Linked DNA regions of Mus musculus: region 1 is linked to region 2. The links are chromatin contacts, called in public promoter capture Hi-C maps. All regions are on one chromosome and are shown on one strand. Each heading gives the region's core, a stretch centred on a gene start, on an enhancer-like site or on the middle of the called end of the contact. The rest is flanking DNA. Distances are from core to core; before and after follow the strand shown.

Evidence for each region. Capture Hi-C pulls out chosen DNA fragments and counts their contacts.
Region 1: a promoter capture Hi-C map of liver shows a contact between it and region 2. The contact joins the promoter of Spink2 here to the promoter of Aasdh in region 2. A contact is called at or near these places in 3 of 39 promoter capture datasets (embryonic stem cells and neural stem cells), 4 of 484 Hi-C or Micro-C datasets (the AML12 cell line, bone marrow-derived macrophages, muscle stem cells and 1 more), 1 of 115 datasets of contacts at active chromatin or transcription factors (cardiomyocytes) and 4 of 9 other capture datasets (adipose tissue, embryonic stem cells, liver and 1 more).

Annotation. Positions count from the first base shown.
Region 1 is chr5:77,207,317-77,213,672 of GRCm38.p6, forward strand. Spink2 (serine peptidase inhibitor, Kazal type 2) reads right to left here and starts at 4,155. Exons shown (of 4, transcript NM_183284.3): 1 at 4,016-4,155; 2 at 2,417-2,478. The coding sequence starts at 4,058.
Region 2 is chr5:76,900,120-76,907,138 of GRCm38.p6, forward strand. It overlaps Aasdh (aminoadipate-semialdehyde dehydrogenase), which reads right to left and starts at 5,357. Exons shown (of 16, transcript NM_173765.4): 1 at 5,304-5,357; 2 at 4,090-4,261; 3 at 1,799-2,066; 4 at 1,042-1,162. The coding sequence starts at 2,028.

The DNA.
Region 1 (6,356 bases), core at 2,905-5,404, 310 kb after region 2:
GTTTGAGACCAGCCTGGGAGACATAGCAACTTCTAGGCTAGGCTGGGGACTAGACACATCTAGACTTTGTCCCCTCCACAAAAAAACAAAAACCAAAAAAAACAAAACAAAAACAAAAACTCAGAGCCCCGCATGGTTGGTACCATTTAGGCAATAGTCCCGGCACTTAGAGGGCAGAAAGCAGGAGGGTCAGGTGTTCAAGGCCATACTCAGCTATGCATCTAGTTTGAGACCAGCCTGACCCTTGTCTCAGACAAAAAAAAAAAAAAATAAATAAAAAAAATAAATAAATAAATAAATAAAATTAAATTGAATTAAAAACCTAAGAAAGAAAGGGAGAGAGGAAGGTGGCTACGCTTAAACGTGGGGAGAATCTGTACAGTTAGTAAGCCTCATTTATAAATCCTCCTGACCCCACTTCTCACCTAACTCACTAGCAGTTTGGAGGGAGGACTATGTATTTTGAGGCTGGGCCCCACTGCTGGCCTGCAGCTTGCTACGTCACCAGGCTAGCCTCAAAGATTCACCTGCCTCTGCCTCTGAAGCACTGGCATTAAAAGTGCTCACACCACACCCAGCTCACACCACACCCAGCTCACACCACACCCAGCTCACACCACACCCAGCTCACACCACACCCAGCTCACACCTCACCCAGCTCACACCACACCCAGCTCACACCACACCCAGCTCACACCACACCCAGCTCACACCACACCCAGCTCACACCACACCCAGCTCACACCACACCCAGCTCACACCACACCCAGCTCACACCACACCCAGCTCACACCACACCCAGCTCACACCACACCCAGCTCACACCACACCCAGCTCACACCACACCCAGCTCACACCACACCCAGCTCACACCACACCCAGCTCACACCACACCCAGCTCACACCACACCCAGCTCACACCACACCCAGCTCACACCACACCCAGCTCACACCACACCCAGCTCACACCACACCCAGAAGCTACAGGATGTTTTTTTTTTTTTAAGTAATGCCTCTTACCTAATGTTTTTAAAGTATTTTTGATTATTGCTCTCACACATATAATTTTCCTCCATTCCACTCATGTTTCCACGAGACCCTCGAGTGTTATAAAGACTCTAGCTCTAGACTGGAGAGATGGCTCAGCGGTTGAGAGCAGTGACGGCTCTTCCAGAGGTCCTGAGTTCAAATCCCAGCAACCACACGGTGGCTCACAACCATATGTAATGGGATTCGATGCCCTCTTCTGGTGTGTCTGAAGATAGAGACCATCTACTCACATACATTAAATAAATAAATAAATCTTTAAAAAAAAAAAGAAAGAAAGACTCTTAACTCCAGCTGGGGACACACAGTGATATATGCTAGCCAAGTGCTCAGCCTCTGAGCTGTACCCCTATACACTCTTAACTTGGAAGAGTGACAGCCGAGCCTTTACTCAGCAACCTCACCTCCACCCCAGGAGTCTAGAACACTAAGCCTGGGGAGGTCCTGCACACCTATGATCCCAGCACTCTGTCTCCAGCATGGCCAAACCTCCCAGCTCATGGACAGTTGAAGGTTCTATGACACGCAAGTGAACAGTTTCAGACGCTGTGGGAACTGTTTGGATCGTGTGCCTGCTCGTTCTTTATGTACAGAACGGTTGTACGCATTTTCACTGTCAAGCATCATCCAGAGGAACCCATCCTCCTTACCTCTGACTTGTTAGAAGTCAGACTGCTGACTCTCAAGCCAGTCCAAGGAGCCAAATAACCCATTTGAGTGGCCAGGTCTTGATTAATGACTGTCAGTTTCCCTAACTTTTGTCCTAGATAGCGAGTGAGGGCCAACCAAGTAAAACTGTCTCTGCACCCCTAACCAGTCTTGTAGGTTGCCTGCCTAATGTTTCCTTTGCCAAAAGCCTGCACCAGGCCACACCCAATGCCTCTTTCTGCACCTTCACACTTTCCCCTGCCTCTGTCAGCCAGGGAGTCTCTACCCAAATGAAAATGATGCTGGCAGACCCTTGACACCGCAGCTCTCAATAAACTGTCTCATTTTGCTTTCATTTATGTCCACAGAATTTAATATGACAAAATATATGAAGTATCTAATATACAGAGTAACTATCATACCTCAGAAAATTTGAATTGTTAAAGCAAATACATCTATGGGGCCTTCAAAGACTGAGCCGTTCCTGACTGAAAGGTACACTTCTAGCTGACATGGTGGCTCATACCTGCCATCCTAGGACTCAGGAGGATCTTGAGAAAAGAAAAGTATATACTCACTTCCCTGGATCAGGGAAATAGCAAGAGATGCTGACTTACAAAGCCAGCTGTGTGTGGTTTCTGCAGTGACATGCCTAGCTTGAAAACAGCTCAACACTTCACTGCATGAGAAGAGACAGTACACGGACGGGGCTCATACTTACTGTTCGGAACTGTGACCTCTTCATGATTTGAGAATCGGAAGAGTCGAGAGTCTCATGAGAGGCTGTAAGGAGAAAACACTCACGCTGTAATATGACTAAGGTAAGTTGTCCATCAAAGATACATAAATCTTAGTGTGTAAATAAGATGGAGAGTCATAAGAGAAGAAGGTATCCTAAGCCAATGAGAGAGAGAGAGAGAGAGAGAGAGAGAGAGAGAGAGAGAGAGAGAGAGAGAGAGAGAGAAACAGTTCAGTTGGTAGGCTGGGGAGATGGCTCAATGAGTGAAGTGCTTGCTATAAACAGAGTTCTGATCCCCGGGACCCAGAGCTGGACTTGGGTCTGCAACACCTTAACACTAGGAGGGGGCTGAGACAGGTGGATACCAAGAATTACTGGCCAGCCAGCCTAGCAGAAATGGCAAGCTACAGGTTCAGCAAGAGACACTGTCTCAAAAATAATGTGGAGCAATAGAAGACACCAGTATTGACCTCTAGCCTCCATATGCCTTCAACACACACACACACACACACACACACACACACACACACACACACACACACACGAGTACACTACACAAAAATGTATGTGGTGCGCACACACTTAAGACACAAAGACCAAAACCAAAAGCGGTTCGTGGTTTATCCACACATGACAGTCTCTCTGATGCCCCTCTCCATGCTTCTTTAAAAAAAGAAATGATGGTCCTCCATCATTTCTGCCTGGGACTTCTAAGAAATACACAGAACATCTGCTTCTGTTTCTATCAGGTTTCTTGAAAACTGACTTAGAAGTTACAGGTATCAGGAAGTAACTAACAGTGCTTTTTGTCTGTGCGTCCAAGATATTTTTTTTTTCAAATAAACTCAAAACTCAGATTTAACTTTTGAGACAGGGGGTCTGACGGAGCCCAGGCTAGTCTTGAACTGGCTATGTTGCAAACGGGGACATGGCCCTTCTGCCTCTGCTTCTTTTTTTTTTTTTTTTTTTTAAAGATTTATTTATTATATGTAAGTACACTGTAGCTGTCTTCAGACACACCAGAAGGGGGAGTCAGATCTTGTTACGGATGGTTGTGAGCCACCATGTGGTTGCTGGGATTTGAACTCTGGACCTTCGGAAGAGCAGTCGGGTGCTCTTACCCACTGAGCCATCTCACCAGCCCTCTGCCTCTGCTTCTTAAGTGCTGGAATTTTAGGTGTGAGCCAGTACACCAAACTCAATAACAGAAAACTTAGTATAAGTGTTAAGACCTCAACTCTGCTTTCCCATAGATGGCAAGGCCATCCGGAAGAACGTCCCGCACATCCCCCGTTAACCTCAGCAGAGCCGTGGATACAATCCAACTGCGTATATAGGTCCAGAAAAATCTGCTTAAGAAAGGTAGAACAGATGGCTGGGTGACATCTAGTTGGAGCTAGAATGGAAGCCCCAACTATAACGGCAGAGGATGCTTGACCCACATTCACCTTCCATGGCCACCACTCTCCACGGGGCAGAACCGCCAGTAACGGCACGGCACGAACCCATCTCCTAACTACCCAAGCCCAGCGCTCTCAGCTCCAAGCTGGTCCCTTGACACCAGACCCACTTGAGCATCACCTGCAAAGTCTGTGACCAGGAGCAACAGCACCAGTCTCAGCATCACTAAAGCTCTTCTTCCTGCTCTGCTGGGAGAGCTCTCCTGTGCAGCGAACAGAGCAGTGGTCAAGTAGCCACCCGCTGGCACCGCGCGGGAGTGCGAAGGGGGAGGGGCGAGGGGCGGGCTAGAGGCTAGTCCGAAGAAGGGAGCGAGGAAGAGGAACGGAAGTTGCAGGAGAAGGAAGAGATGGGAAAGAAGAAGAAGAGGGAGGGTTGGCCAGGGAAAAAGGGAGGCATACACAAACACACGCGCACACCCGCACACACACACACACACATACATACAAGCCTTCCAGATTTCTAAGGTTTTTTTTGTAAACCTCTCTACAAAGTTCACAAAAGTGAACCATGCCCCCAACCTTTCACACAACCCTCACACAGTACCACGCCTGAACTCTCTACAAACCCCATGCATATCCCCACCGGATCCCGCCACACATCCACCACCTAAACACTCAACACACAAGCACAAGACACCCTGCTCACACAACCCAACCCCTCCAGACACCCCTCACGCCTTTTCCTCCCCTCAAGTGCTTCAAACACCCTAGCCTAACCCATCTCGACCATACTCTACCACAGCCTAACTCTTCCTCAAAAGTCACACGTGCCTCCACCGCACAGCCCCTCTTTCTTTCACATACCCCAAACACATCCTTTCGACACTCCAGATAACCCACATCTTACATACCCACAGACTACACAACCCAGCACCCCTCCTCCACACACCCCAAATGACCCCTTCCACACTTTCAAACCACCAAACACCTCTTCCCCCGACAGACTCCATACCCACTAGACAATTTGACATCCCTTCACCCTCCACATGTGCACAACCATCCACTTTCCAAGCACCCACCTCACCCCTTCCACCTACCCCACACATATGATGACCACAACCAGAACCCCTTCTTCACCACCCTTCCACACACTTCAAACACATCACCACCACCCCAACCCTCCAGCCCCTCACATATTCCACAACCACCCCACCACAAAACTACCACCTACCTCAGGATCCACCACTCCAAACTTCCATATCCCGACGCATAGCCTATGCCGGGTTGAGTAGCTATTTCTATGCACTTGTCCACACAAAAACTCCCACAGCTAAACAAGCTACCTCTCCACCCCACACATACTCTCTACACTCTCCACACCCAATTACCATAAAATCCACCATCCCTCCACCACATTCCCCAAGTGACCCCCACCCTTTCAGCCTACCAAATACACAACCCAGTACTCCTTCACTTCTCCACACATCAAACACACATTCCCACCCACCTTCTAAATGCACACACACACTCACTCACTCACACTCACTCTCAAACATACTCATGTATATATACACACACATCATACACACTCACATACACATACATGCACACTCACACATTCTCACACACTCACACACACACATACACTCTCACACAGAATCTCACACCCATACCCACTCACCCACATATACACACTCACATGTAATGTCAGAACTCAGGAGGCAGAAGCAGGTGGATCTCTGAGTTCAAGGCCAGCCTGGTCTACATACAGATTGAGTTCTAGGACAATGAGAGTTGCACAGAGAAACCCTGTTTCAAAAAAGAAAAAAAAAAAAAGGTACCCCTCCCCACATACACCTCACAATACAGCACCCCTCTACCCCTCCACAAACCCCAAACACAATCCTCAGAGCCTCTCATGACCATACACCCTCAAATAGACCCACCCTTCCCCTCCTCTACATCCCACATAAAGTTCTACTACTACTCCGAACGCTCCAGCAGATCCGACCACACCGCCCCATTCCCTAGCCTTCCACACATCCCACACATCCCCACAGCCCTTCCAGTGCCACAAACACTCTAGCCCTCAACACACTGTCAGCTTCCTCCACACGACTCTCCACACACCTCATTCTTGGCCATCATCAAAATTGTACACACCCCACCCTACCCCTGTCCTCCTGTGCACACACATGCACACCACCAGCCCGTCCCTGAAAGACCCGGTATCTGCACACTTCACACAAACCCCACACCCCAAACACGTCTCCAGCCCTCTGAACACCCCACTCCTCCGTAAACCCCACAACTAGCACATGTTCCACATGTTGCCATCAGCCAAAATCAATCCCAACATCTATTTTGAGAGGCTATGTCAAAACCCTCAGAAAAGGCCAGGTGTTACCACACAAAGTTCACCCCAGTTCTCAGGAGGCAGCAGCAGACAGATCTCTTGTCAGTTCCATAGCCAGTCTGGTCTCTAATTCCAGATAAGCCAAGGCTACATAGTGAGACCCCAT
Region 2 (7,019 bases), core at 4,107-6,606:
TATGTCTGGTACTCAAACACATACAATGCATTTAGGCTCTGCTCAAGTATAAACTGGTTCACATAGAGAATGGGAAAAAGAAAACGAAACTGAAAAGAACTTCTATAATATTCTTCATCCATTAGGCAGGGTTTTCTAAACAAACAATAATTAAATAGTAATACAACATAGACTCCCTCTTGCTGAACACCCAGTGTCAACTCCTGCCTCTAAAGCAGTGTTTCTTAGATACAGCATTGATTGGCAGATACTTAAAACTTTTTTGTTAAGATTTGTTTTATATGTATCTGTGTGCCTGCATATCTGTTTGTGCACCGTGTGAAGGCAGTGGGTGCAGCGTCTAGACGAGGGTATCGAATACCCTGGAACGGCTGTTACAGGCTTTCCTAAGCCATCCTCTATGGGTGCTGGAACTGACCCCACACCCTCCGCAAGAGCACCAAGCGCTCTTCACCTCTGAGGCATCTCTCGGCTCCATACTTAAAACTTTTTAAAAAACAAATTCACCACGAATGTGTGGTCTAAGAGCTTATCCCTTTTTCAAAATGTAAGCTCAGTTATAATTCTTTGACACAGTGGCCCGCTGTAATTGACATAAAAGTAATCTCTCCAAGGACTATGGCACGTTCCAGCAGGAAGGAAAAATAGAGAACCATCGTAAGACTAGAAGACACTTCCATATCATAAAGTGGTAGTTCTCAATGTAGCAGGCACTGGGGAGGGAGCCAGGGAACACTAGGGAAGATCTGGGCATTTTTGTGTACCACAGCTAAAAGGTGCTACTGGTATTTAATGGGCAGGAGATGGTAATGGTACTAACCATCTTATATGGTGTGGGAACCTCCCACAGCACACACTCAACCAGAAAAATGACATCACTAGGGTGAGAAGCAATGCCAGAGTTAGTGAATTCAGAAGTCAAGACAGATGCAAGAACTCTTAAATTGAAGTCAGTCAATAACTCTGTCTGCCTGCCCCCCCTCCCTCCCCACGTCATACAAACCCCCGCCCCCCGCCATGCACTTAAACACCCAGACTTACACTAAGCTGCTGTTTTTCAACGAGAACATACTTTAGGTCACATTTTTTCATAAAGTAAGTTGATAAGGACGGTGGGGAGTCTGGATCAATGGGCGCATACGCTGCGGGGACCTGAAGAATCCTGCAGAGCGAATACAAGGTTAGGACAAGGACTACAGTGCTCCCATGAGCACTTGATGTCTCTATGAGCTTCACTGTTCATTAGAATTTCACAAAGTTTAGGGCTGAGCCTTGGTTGTAGTTATTTTATCTTGTGCCCAATGACTACCTAGGGTATTGTAAAAATTCTATTTTCACTTCTTATCCCACCCGGGATGGGGATGCAGCTCAATTGTACAGAGTTTGTTTAGCATGTTCAAGGGTTCAGTACTCAGTATTGAAAAAAAGAAAGAGCTCTTAGCACTTAATATACAGAAAGATAACATTTTAAGAGAGTTAACAAGTTCTGGAATGACAGCTCAATGGTTTGTTTGGTTTTTGGTTTTTGTTTTGTTTTACCTGAAGACAATTATAAAATGCTTTACCTGTTTTCTTTGACAGACAAATAAGGCCTTTATACTTTTGACATATTTAAATATTGTATTACTAAAAACTTTTAGTCTGTCCTTAATAAGCTCAAATTAACTAATGTACATGATCAAAAATTAATACCATAGGAAATGTGTACAGCAAATAAAACAATAGCTTACAAAGTATACTACATATTAAAACTATTAAATTGGTTTAGAGTAATATCAGTTTATACTAGAAATATTACCCTAAAATCCAGGAGGGTAAGTTTATCCCAGGTTGACAATAGAGACCAATTTCCCGAATTCCTCCAAAGTCACAGTGTGCTATCAGAAAATGGGATAATTCTGAAGCCGCGCTCAACAGAGCCTTGTAGGAATAGCACACTGGAGGCTGGTTATTGCCTTCGTCAAAACATACAGCTGTTCTATCCATATAGACAGAGGCAGTCCGAAGCACCAACTCCTGAAGAGTCATTTTATTGAGGTTTGTCTAAACATTGGTGGCTGAGAAATCTACACAGAAAGAAAAGTCAAACGTTAGGGGAGTTGTCAGGAGGTGAGGAGGGAACTTGTCTACTAGCAAAAATGACCATCAGCTGGGTAACTAGGTCAGTGACAGATCGTTTGCCAGTGTACCCGAGTCCAGTCCCCAGCATTGCAAAACAATGAACTGAAAGGAAGTGCCCAGATAAGAGCTGTCTATTTAAGGTTCTGCACAGCTGACTGGTGAAAGTGCGGGAGACTAGGTATTGGGGATATTGCATACTCAAAGATCAACTACCTTGGATTCTCCTGAAAGCAGGCTTACTGCCTACCTGTGTCCACCCAATGTCCTTGTGGCTGTCACCTGAAGCATCTGTGAGGATAAGCACCTTAGCTCCCACCACGCCCAGAGCTACAAACATCATCTGATCCCACCCCAAACCTATAAGAAAACTTCCCTTGATTTGCTGGAATCCACCTAATTCTCACCAATGTATTTGAAAAGCCTTGATATTTTACTGTCCTTTGTCTTTCAACTGTACAAGTTCATAGACCTGCTTCTACCTTGGGATATGATTTTTAGGGTAACCTAAATCTGTGGTCCTGAAACCTGATCACTCATATTTGGCTCAGAATAAATGATCTCCTATTGTACCTTTGGTAACAGCAGTACGTTGTGTCACTAAAACAAACAAAATCTGTAGCATAGATATATAACTGAAGCTCTAAACTTACAAAATACCTGTGGCAACTTTGCTGAAAGCAATGACATTAAAAAAAAGCAATTTGACAACAGTCAATGAACACTGGATCACACTTAAATATGTGGGAAGGATGTGACATTCACATAAAAGAAAAAAAAAAAGAACCCCCCCCCAAAAAAAACAAAACAAAACAAAACAGGCATGATGGAGCACACCTTTAATCCCAGCAGAGGCAGGTGGACCTCTGTAAGACCAACCTGGTCTATATAAAGAGTACCTGAACAGCCAGGGTTACACACAGAGATTCTGTCTCAAAAAAACTGCAAACAAAAAAACCACTAGGGATCAATGCTAACAAAAATATGGTAACTCCTAGTTTCCTTGAAGGCAAAGGAGACTTTCCTCTGAATCCTATTAACATATATCAGAGAAAAATAAGATTTATCAAGTGTCATATTATTCCAATTCTTTACCTGTTCATACTTAAGCGGTTTACTTACTGATTCAGAATAGAATTACTCTTCAATTTGTCATTTAATTACTATCCAACTGAGTTAAAGAAAAGGCCTTCTTAAACCCATAAAGTCAAAAAAGGATACAAAAAAACTGAAATGTGATTCCTAACTATTAAATTTTAAAGAACAAGACTATTTTGATACTTAGGGTATTTTTAAACAAATATTTCCATAAATCTAACTTTTATGTACACAAAAGATGATTTTCCACAAATGGCCATTAAACAAATCATATGATCTACATATAGTATGTTCTACAGGATATAGGGGATGAGTTTATTTTGGGATATAAGTGTAGCCAGGCGTGGTGGCACACACCTTTAGTCCCAGCACTCGGGAGGCAGAGGCAGACAGATTTCTGAGTTCGAGGCTAGCCTGGTCTGGTCTACAAAGTGAGTTCCAGGACAGCCAGGGCTACACAGAGAAACCTGTCTCAAAAAAAAAAAAGGGGCTGGTGAGATGGCTCAGTGGGTAAGAGCACCCGACTGCTCTTCCGAAGGTCCGGAGTTCAAATCCCAGCAACCACATGGTGGCTCACAACCATCTGTAACAAGATCTGATGCCCTCTTCTGGAGTGTCTGAAGACAACTACAGTGTACTTACATCTAATAAATAAATAAATCTTTAAAAAAAAAAAAAAAAAAAAAAAGAGAAGAAAAGAAAAAGAAAGAAAGAAAAAGAAAAAAAAAAGGCTATTGCAGTAGAGTATCTCCTGCTATTTTTGCCTACAGAAGACCACAGAATACCCAAATAAATTTTGTTAAGCGCCCAATTTTCCACATTAATGTATTATACATATTTTTACAAAAATCTAGTTTGAACCTGGGGATGTACCTCAGGAGTTAAACCGTCCTTGTTCTTTCAGAAGACACAGATTCCATACCAGCACCCAACTGGGGAGCTCAATACAGTCCATAGTTCCAGTTCTGGCTGATCCCACAGCCTTTGAAGACACCAGGCACGAACATGGTGCACTTACATACATGCAGGTAAAACACTGCTATACCTAAAATTAAAAAAAAAAAAAAAAGTCTGTTTAAAAGCTGCCTTTTCTCTAAAAAGCAAGCACGTGTAACTGCTATTTTCTCACAAGAAAATATAATCTACTAACATAATTCACAGCAGTAGAATAACAAGACTATAACTTAGGTTTTTTTTGTTTGTTTTGTTTTTTCGAGACAGGGTTTCTCTGTAGCCCTTGCTGTCCTGGAACTCACTTTGTAGATCAGGCTGGCCTCGAACTCAGAAATCTGCTTGCCTCTGCCTCCTGAGTGCTGGGATCAAAGGCGTGCGCCAACACGCCCGGCTATAACTTAGTTCTTAAAATGTCATTTTTATAACTAGCTACAAAACTCACCACACAAAATCTATAATTAAGGAGTTTTTCTACTTTGAATTTAAAAGCTCCCAGTGGCAAAATTCAGTCTTGTCCAGATATTCATGTCAGCCATTGAATTTTATGTCTCTGTCCCTGTCTTTGTCCCCCTCCCCTCCCTTCAGACTGACTTGGGCCATCGAGATGGGTCAGTGGAGAAACTAACTTGCCATCACACCAGAAAACCTAAGTGTGATCACGGGACTCACATAATGGAAGGAGAGAACCCACTTCCGAAAGGTCCTTTTTGTTTCTTCACCATGCTGCACGCGCACACACGCACAATTTTAAATTAAAAAAAAAAAAAAGAAAAGGAAAGAAAAACAAGTGAGCCATGAAAAGGGATGACCTAGCAAGCAAATTTCGTGTTATAGCCTTAAGATTAGCAGCTCGGTAATGTACAACTGTAAATAAAGCCATTTAATCACCAACAGATCCTGATCTTAAGGGTTCTCCCTATACTGGGCATTATATATATAGGTAAATTATCCGTCTGCATCTTATACTTCTCACGCAGCCACCTTAATTACAATCACAAAAGCCTCTCGTTGGCTCTCGGAACCACGCTAAGAGGTGGCGCAGCAGGTGACCGAGGTGACCCACACAGCCGCTCCAAGCTGGGGTCCGGCAGCTCACAAAGTCTCCCCGGGTCGCCCGCGCTCTCCCGCCCCACCTTCTCACGACAGCGCGTGGCGTGCACTTCCTAGCCCAGCCGCAGACGCTCAGCAGCCGTAAAACGGACCTCTGCGTCATCTTCGGGCGCCCGTGACGTCACTCCAGCGTCGGGGGGCGGGCTCTCGCCTACGGGGCTCCGCCCAGACGTGGCGCACAGGTCTCCGCCGCGTTTGGCCCAACGGGTTTGGTCCGTGCGGATTCAGCCCTGCCGCTGAAGGTGACGCTTCAGGCAACATGCCTGTGCGTCTGCGTGAATTTGAGTGTTCCGTGTGCCTGCAGGGGCCGATGATTCCCTGGAGCATAGTCCCAGGTGGTTGTGAGCCACCACATGGGTGCTGGAGACCTAGAAGGGACCTCTGGATGGCCAGTGAGCTTCCTTGACAGCAGAGCCATATCTCCGAGACCCGGAGTCTCCTCGTTCCTTAAAGTGCGGGTAGAAATATCCCAAAGGCTGAAGTGAAGTAATCACCGCCTAATTGGCGAGTAAATTTGGCTTATCCCCTCCACACCTTCTGGGAACATACTCAAGATTGGTTGCGACCGTCATGGCAGCGGTGAAGTATGCCAGGGAAGCCCCCTGTCAGAATGAAACTCCTAACTGGCGTTTGCAGCTATTTACAACACTTCCCTATGAGGAAACCCAGGCCTGTCTGAGGTCAACAGCAGTCCCTAAAGCCACTGTATGCCTGGATGTGTGTTTTTCCGATGGCACAATTATTACAATAAATGGGAAGGGTCACCACTGTGGTGAGTTACTGTGCCCTCGCAGAGAGGAAAGATGGGATTTTTGTCTTGGTTCCTGTTGGGGGGAGAGGTGGAAGTGGCTAAGCACTATCTACATACAGTGCCTTAAAAAACAAAGGAGTGTGTCCTTATCTGCTGGAAAACAGAAGCTTGTAAGGGTCCATGAAGAATGACACCCTGGACTCAAATAGTATGTAAACACAAAGTGTGTTTTATTCTGTAGCTCAGCATGGTGGGGTCGTCCCCATTACAAAGACACAGAGTAAAAGCAAATGAGCTCGCAGGCTCCATTGAAAGCACATTGGAATTCCAGGGTAGGAGAGCTTTATCTTACTTATCTCTAGGCATTGTTACTGGGAAGTCTAGAAATCTTTGTAGAGGAAGTCTGGAAACTGTTGCTGACCCATTGTCCTTACCTCAGGCTAGGTGGCCAGGCAGTCTCAGATATCAGGGCAGTTCTGACTAACTGCCTGAAGCCTTTTTTTTTCTTCTTCTTCTAGTAACTGATTTGCCTGACCTTAGGCCTAGTCTCCTAAACTGCTAATTTGAAGCCTGTCATGGAATCAGATCTGCCTTCTCATCTGTCCCTCCAAACAGTGCAGGAAATACCTGTTTGAAAACCACATTTTCCTGTGTACTATGGGCCTCGCCAAACACCTTTTTAAGTGTTGTATTTGTTCTCTTAGCTTTCTATTGCTGTGATAAAACATGACCAAAAGCAACTTGGGGGAACCAAGATTTATCAAAGCACTATCACTATCACAAGTCAGGACAGGAACTCAAGGCCTGAATCAGAGACTGGAATAATGGTGGTTACTGGTTTGCTTAGCTTGCTTTTCTTTCTTTCCTTTTTAAAAATTGTTTTATGTGTATAGGTCTTTTAAGTGCATGTTTATGCAACACATGGTGCCTGGAGCAAGGCCACAAAATGATCTTACTAGGTTGTCTAGAACCAGAGTTAATTGTTGAG